2 separate regions of the Canis lupus genome follow, and region 1 is linked to region 2. The links are chromatin contacts, called in public Hi-C maps. All regions are on one chromosome and are shown on one strand. Each heading gives the region's core, a stretch centred on a gene start, on an enhancer-like site or on the middle of the called end of the contact. The rest is flanking DNA. Distances are from core to core; before and after follow the strand shown. Region 1 holds the start of S100A11 (protein S100-A11). Region 2 has its middle 18 kb from the start of S100A10.

Evidence for each region. A called contact is a pair of places that touch in the nucleus more often than the background predicts.
Region 1: a Hi-C map of blood shows a contact between it and region 2, with 1.8 times the contacts expected there. The contact joins the promoter of S100A11 here to the enhancer-like site in region 2. A contact is called at or near these places in 2 of 9 Hi-C or Micro-C datasets (blood and skin fibroblasts).

What each region holds. Positions count from the first base shown.
Region 1 is chr17:61,710,042-61,713,792 of UU_Cfam_GSD_1.0, forward strand. It overlaps S100A11 (protein S100-A11), which reads right to left and starts at 2,137. Exons shown (of 7, transcript XM_038562417.1): 1 at 2,020-2,137. The coding sequence starts at 2,137. It also overlaps the pseudogene LOC100685812.
Region 2 is chr17:61,671,821-61,675,629 of UU_Cfam_GSD_1.0, forward strand. No RefSeq gene overlaps it. Among named protein-coding and RNA genes, the nearest start is that of S100A10, 18 kb to the left of the region's middle. Within about 2 kb of position 2,096, at least 1 of the 20 cell types and tissues checked has an H3K27ac peak or open chromatin away from gene starts, as enhancers often do. A contact at or near this core is called in blood, where this site is marked.

The DNA of each region.
Region 1 (3,751 bases), core at 887-3,386, 38 kb after region 2:
CTCTAAGGAATTTTGGAAGCAAGGTTTCCAGGACCCTGAGGGGCCAGCTATTGTTGGGAAAAGGTCACTCGTTACTGTCTAATAAAACCTGAGTCATGAGACCCTTCAGATGTATGTCGGTGGGACATTTGCTTGGGGGATGATTCCCAACACATATCTTGGGGGTTTAGAGATACAGGAAATTTCTAAAGGAATTTTTATATGTTAAAGTAGACTTACAGGCTCCTGGGGGTTGGGCTAAGATTGCCTTCTGCCCTTTGCAAAGTATGAACATCGAGGAGGCAGTTGGGTCTGTAGAGGAAGGTCCCTCTGCCTGTTTCAAGGACTTGTCAATGTGCTTTGTCCTCAGGTAGTCCTCTGTTTCCTCATCAGAGTCCCAACAGCGTTGCCAGCTTGAGCCCCAAACTGACAGTCTTTAAAACTGACCAGGGAGCCTGTGGCTTTATCATTTTTGTGATGTCCTGGTTTGAGTAAGGACTGGTGATACCATCTTTAATGGCTTCCTTTTGGGTCTGGTTATTCTTTGTTGATCACAAACGACTGTCATAAAAAATATCTTTTCTACCCATACCTAGGGCAGGGTGGTCTGGTTTGTTCCCTTATTTCTGGTTTCCTTACATCTCAGCATTTTTGGGACTTTGTTTTGTGAGCCTGATTCCATAGCCCCCTCCCTATCTCTCCCTACCTAGCTCTGTCTATTCCTTACTCACGTTGACTCTAAAGACTCAATAAAACTAACTGGAACTATCCCTACACTAAATCTTGGCCAGCAGAAATCTCAAAACTGGTGATTTTGGTGCATCTCGGAGGGGCTCACATTCTTGCCTTATGCCTGCATTGGATTTCAGCCTTCTTGACATGGATAATTCAGCCTCTTCTCAGATTTCCACCAAAAAACCAGTTACACAGCATCTTGATTTTTTTTTTTTTTTTTTTTTTTTAAGGATTTGGGGGTCCTGGGCAGGGTTAAATCACCTTCCATACAGCCTTCTACCATTCATGGACCCCTCCTCACTCTTTCTCTTCTCTCCTGGAACAACCCAGATTCCTCGTTTCCTGACTAACAGCTTGCCAGCACACCTCCTCCCCCCCCTTTTAAAAATAAATTTCACTTGTGTGCACCCTTTGGGTCTTGCCTTCCACCTTGAACTAACACCAAGACATTTTTCTTTACAGTTTCAGCCTGAAGAGACATTTGGTTTTATAATACAAGCCCCTCCCTTTTTATGAACATCCCTGAGCCTGTCCTTGTAGCATGGGGTGGGTGCAGGGTATTTATTTCTAGCACTTAGTAAGCTGCAGACAGGATTGGAAGCCAGTCCTAGTCAACAGCTGTGGTCATTAGCAGATGAGTAGCTACCTATTAGCACTGCACTGCACAACTCCATTAATGGAAGATCAGGTTATTCGTAGTTACCATTCTGTTCTTTCCTTCCTTTCTTCCTATGTTTTTCCTCAGGGTGGCTGGCATGGGGCCTCTTCTGGGTGGTGGAAATTTATTTATTTATTTATTTATTTATTTATTTATTTATTTATTTATTTTAAGGATTTTATTTATTTATTCATGAGAAACACAGAGAGGAGAGAGAGAGGCAGAGACACAGGCAGAGGGAGAAGCAGGCTCCATGCAGGGAGCCTGATGTGGGACTCAATCCCGGGTCTCCAGGATCAGGCCCTGGGCTGAAGGCGGCGCTGAATTGCTGAGCCACCCGGGCTGCTCTGGGTGGTGACATTTAAAGTATAGTTGGCTTTGGATAAATTCATTTTTTATTGGTGTTCAATTTGCCAACATATAGAATAACACCTGGTGCTCATCCCGTCAAGTGCCCCCCTCAGTGCCCGTTACCCAGTCACCCCCACCCCCTGCCCACTTCCCCCCTAGTTCGTTTCCCAGAGTTAGGAGTCTCTCATGTTCTGTCTCCCTTTCTGATATTTCCCATTCATTTTTTTCTCCTTTCCCCTTTATTCCGTTTCACTATTTTTCAATAGATATTGTTACTCTAATGAGTGACTCCTCACTTCTTTCCCTGTTCATGCTGCCCAAATCCTCCAGCTGCTGCTCCACGGAGTCTTCGTCTTCACCTGGCTCAGTAGGATCAGCCACAGCATAGCCAGTTAGATGCTCCCAAACGGTCATCACAAACGACCACTATATGTTGGGAAATCCAACTCCAATAAAAAAATTTAAAAATAATTCTAAAAACTAATCACATAGCGGGGCGGGGGAGAGGCGGGGGAAGGGGGGCAGCTGTCAGCCTCCCTAATAATTGCAGCAATGTGTTTATGAAAAATTAATAAGTGCAATAAAGTAGAGTACAAAAGTGATAAAAAAAAAAAAAAAAAAAGGACCACATCCCTGCAGCGGCCGGATGGAACTTCACGCCTGGTGCTTGTGCGCCACCTTGTGGTGACTGCCTGCAATGTCCCCGGTGGGCCCATCATTACGCAAGAGGAAATGGAGCCTCCTCGCTTTGCTGTCCTGGCCCTGGGCTGACAGTGAGCAGTCAACATCTTCTGTTCTTTCTTGGAACATCAGATGGACAGGGGATCCTCCCCTTAGGTTCAGCAGCACCTAGGGTTGTAGAGCAGAGCGTGCTACACAATTCTTAAATCCAGATGCTTTCTGGATGGGTGGTGTTTCACTTCCATTATTCTATGACACTGTGATTTTAAGAGGAACCATTGATTAAAAAGCAGCATTTTTTTTGGGGGGGGGGGGCGCAGAGATAGCACTATGCTACATATGCATTTCAATTTTAAGATACATCTGAATCTCGAAATTGTTTTAATGTCAATAAATAGGTCTTAGAATGTGGCTTTCATCTGCAAAATCTCCTGGATGTGAAGGAGAGTATCCACTACACATGAAATGAATCTGTAACATGAGAGACTCCTAACTCTGGGAAAGGAACAAGGGGTGGTAGAAAGGGAGGTGGGCGGGTGTGTGTGTGTGTGTGTGTGTGACTGGATGATGGGCACTGAGGGGGGCACTTGATGGGATGAGCACTGGGTGTTATGCTATGTGTTGGCAAATTGAACTCCAATAGAAAAATAAAAAAAAAGAGAAATGAATCTGTAGTTCATTTCAGTATCTATCGTTCTGTATGTGATCACAGCCAACTCTGGAGGGCAAGTACAGTTGACCCTTGAGAAACACAGGTTTGAATTACATGGGCCAAGTAGATGGGCAAGGGGCAAACACACCGGTGAGTTTATCCAGCATCCAATGCTTTGGAGCTGCTACATGCTTCAGATGTTTCTTGGGACCATGAGACATGGCTGCACGAGGCATGAAAAGAGGATATCACCTATTCTTGTAGCTTTATTAAATGTTTTTTTTTTTTTGGAGTTTTAAAATGAGTTTATTCTAGAATGTTCTTAGGAAGGCAACAATGTTTGTCATTAAAAAAAACTGTTTCTTCATGCTGAAAAGGTAATGCAAGAGGCTACAGTTATAAGCTTCTTTCAACTGGAATTCTGGTAGTATATATAGCACAGTGTAGTCATTTCTGCGATGCTAGAATAAATAAAAAAAAGTCTCTTCTATGCTTCTCTTCAAAAACTCGATGAATAATAACAGAAGATGGCATAAAAAAGCGATTTTTTCCCCTATTCATTCTGTAGTATTGGAGGCAGTATTTTTACCATCACAGGTTACAATTTTCACTTTATCCACTTTAATAAGTTCTGTCACCTCTCTGAATTCAACATCGTTTAATACAAAGACCCACACGTTATCACAGAATCTGTA
Region 2 (3,809 bases), core at 846-3,345:
AAGCTTGGAGAAGTTGCTCAAGATCACACAGTTGTCAGACCAATCCCTGCATGTTCTGAGACCAGGGGAAGCAGACTGCATGGTGCAGTGAGAATCCAGGGAGGGGCTGATTTCTAGGGGCAGGGAAGCAGTCACCAGTGTCCAATGGTGCTGTGAGTTGAGAACTGTGGAGGTGGAGAGCCTGCTATTGGGTTTGCTAATACAGTAAGGACTTGTCTGACACTGGGGAAAGCAATTTGAGCCATGGGAGGAGAAAGCCAGATTGCAAGGGGGTTGGGAAAGTTTAGTGGTAAGGAAGTGGGGAGCAGGTGAACTAGCATTTGTGAAAGAATCCCTGTTGCCTCGTTGATATTAATTTACACCTTCTCCGACTTTCACATTGGGTTTTCTTCCTCTGACAGAAGTTAATTTCTGTATGGACTGGATTTGCAACATTCCTATGTCATTGGCTTTCTTTTGCATTCCTACCAGAAGCACTGGTGATTCCGCAGATCATGGTTAATGATAGTGTTCACACTAAGCCGCTGTGGGCCTAAAATATGAATCTGGTAACAGGAACACTTCTCTCTGGGAAGGTCAAGTTCTCAGCCAAGAGAGGAGGGGCTCTGGCTCTGGATTACCATTGTTTCTCTCTGCCCTCAGCCTATTCTCATAGGGGGCTCAGATTTCTAAGAACCCAGTTCCTAGCCAGTGCAGACTTGCCTTTCCCTCCCAGAGTTTTCCTTCCTTCCTTCCTTCCTTCCTTCCTTCCTTCCTTCCTTCCTTCCTTCCTTCCTTCCTTCCTTCCTTCCTTCCTTCCTTTCTTCTTTAAGATTTTATTTATTTATTCATGAGAGACACAGAGAGAGAGAGGCAGAGACACAAGCAGAGTTTCTTTCTTGACTGCAGTTTTGTGGGAATGCTTTCAGCAGTGGCTGGGGGAGATTTAGGAGATTAGAGAGTGCAGAGAAACAAAGCATGAACTATCACTACCCCAGCATAGGTGTGGTCCTCACGGTCTTTCTACCTGAATTCCCAGTACATCTCTCACCAGGTTCATGGGCAGTACAATAGGGTTGTTGTGAGGTGGGTGGGGCAGTGAGGCACCAAGGTCTTCTTGAGGTGCAGTCAAGGGGGGGAAAGAATCTCTCCCCCCAAATTGGAGCTGGGCCATGAATTGTTGGTGGAATGCCCAGCTTCACCATCTTTATATATTTGCATGACTATATATTTCATTTATAGAAGCTCTTTTTGGTCCTTTTTTCCCTGCATGTTCTTGTTTTATGTGACCTATTTCTTGCCTTATTTATTTGAACTTTTTTTTTTTTTTAAGTGGGCTCCATGCTCAGCATGGATGCTCAGCTCAATGCAGGGCTTGAACTCATGGCCCTGAGATCCTGAGGTGGAGACCTGAGCTGAAATCAAAAGTAGGTCACATAACTGACTGAGCCACCAAGGCACCCTTATGTATTTGAACATTTTAAACATACTCATGTTAAGGTCCTGTCCAGATTGCTCACTTTCTTTCTCTCTCATTACTTGGGTGCAAAGTCTCTCTCCTTTGTTGCATAAACTAGGGGTATCTCATGTGCAATGTAATGTTTGTCTTGAGTCCATTTTTAGCAGGATTTCTCTTCTGTAGAAATCCTCCAAGTAGCTGCGTTGTCTTCATGGGCTAGTTTGCATTTTTTAAAAAAGATTTATTTATTTATTCATGAGAGACACAGAGAGAAAGAGAGAGGCAGAGGCAGAGAAAGAAGTAGGCTCCATGCAGGGAGCCCAATATGGGACTCTATCAGGGACTCCAGGATCATGCCCTGGGCTGAAGGCAGGTGCTAAACTGCTGAGCCACCCAGGGATCCCTAGTTTGCATGTGTGTAGGGTTTTATGGTGCTTACTGCTCTGGAGCACTTTTTAGTTTCTTAGCCTGGGGATTTGGTACCAGGGAGCAGTTTGGGTTTGAGCACCATGACTTCAGAAAGTATAGGTGTGGTGCTCTGATTTCTCTCTGATGAGAGATCCTGGGGCTCATTCTGAGTGTTGTCTAGGATGGTAAGCTGAGTTTTCAGTCTCTGTCAGGGATGGTACGACTCTTTGGTAGTTGTCTCTTTTAGCTAAAGACTCAGTTCCTGTTCTCGGTTGCAGCCCTGGGTTGCATGGCCTCAACTCTGGTGTGCTGTTACAGCTTTGGTTCCCTTTTTGTTTTTGGCATCCAGATATTTCTCTTTCTGTCTTTTGATTGATCAAGTATTTAAACTTTTTAGGGTGAAGGGTTTCCTTTTTATCTAACATCGTTTGCAGTAGGAAAGGGGCTTGCTGTATCTGCTTCCATCTTTGTTCTTTTTTTTTTTTTTTTTAGAGATTTTTATTTATTTGTTTTAGAGGTAGTTAGAGGGAATGAGAATGGGGAGAAGGGGAGCAAAGGGAGAGAAACAAGCAGACTCCATGCTGAGCACAGAGCCTGACTTGGGGCTTAATTCCACAACCATGAGATCATGACCTGAACTGATATCAAGAGTCAGATGATTGACTGAGCCACCCAGGAGCCCCTCCAACTTCATTTTTTTTTTTTAAGATTTATTTATTTATTCATGAGAGACACAGAGAGAGAGAGAGGCAGAGACACAGGCAGAGGGAGAAGTAGGCTCTTTGCAGGAGCCAGATGTGGGACTCGATTTGGGAACCCCGGGATCACATCCTGAGCCAAAGGCGGATGCCCAACCACTGAGCCACCCAGGTGTCCCCTCCATCTTAATTCTTGACATAAGTCCTAGCTAGCATCATGGCCCAAATCTTCATCAAAAGGGATGACTTTTGGCTTCTTTTTTTTTTATTAAAAAAAAATCAACATTGGAATTGGCAATGATTTCCTGGATATGACAGCAGAATCACAGGCAGTAAAAGAAAAAAATACATAAATTGGGCATTATCAAAATTAAAAACTTTTGTGCATCAAAATATATTATCAATGGAGTAAAAAGGCAACTCACAGATTGTGAGAAGGTTTTGCAAATCATGCATTTGCTAAGGGATTATTATTCACAGTACATAAAGAACTCCTACAACTCAATAACAAAAAACTGAGCAAAGTCACCAAATTATGTACATAAACTATATATAGTTTTTCAATATTAATTATACCTCAATAAAGCTAGAAAAAAATAGGCAAAGGACTCAAATAGATTTTTCCAATGAAGACATTTAAATGGCCAAAAATTACATGAAAATATGCTCAACAGGGGTGCTTGGGTGGCTCAGTGGTTGAGCATCTGCCCTTGGTTTAGATCGTGATCCTGGGGTCCTTGGATTGAGTTCCACAGGGCTCCCTGAAGGGAGTCTGCTTCTCTCTCTCCCTATGTCTCTGCCACTTTCACTGTGTCTCTCATGAATAAATTTAAAAAATATTTTTTTAAAAAAGAAATTATGGTCAATATCACTTAGAGGACAAATATTATATGATTTGCTTAGGTGAGGTACTTGCAGTAATCAGATTCACAGAGATGGAAAGTAGAATGTTGGTTGCCAGGAATGGGAGAAGGGGAGAATGAGGAGATATTATTTAATATGTGCAGAGTCTTAGTCGAAGAAGATGAAAAAGTTCTGTAGATGGATGGTAGTGATAGTTGCACAACAATATGAATGTATGTACTTAATGTTTCTGAATTGTGTACTTAAAATGGTTAAAATGGGGATGCCTGGGTGGCTCAGTTGGGTAAGCCTCTGACTCTTGGTTTCAGCTCAGGTCATGATCTCATGGGTTGTGAGACTGAGCTCTGTGCTCAGGGTGAAGTCTGCTTGAAGATTCTCTCTCTCTGCCCCTCCCCAACATG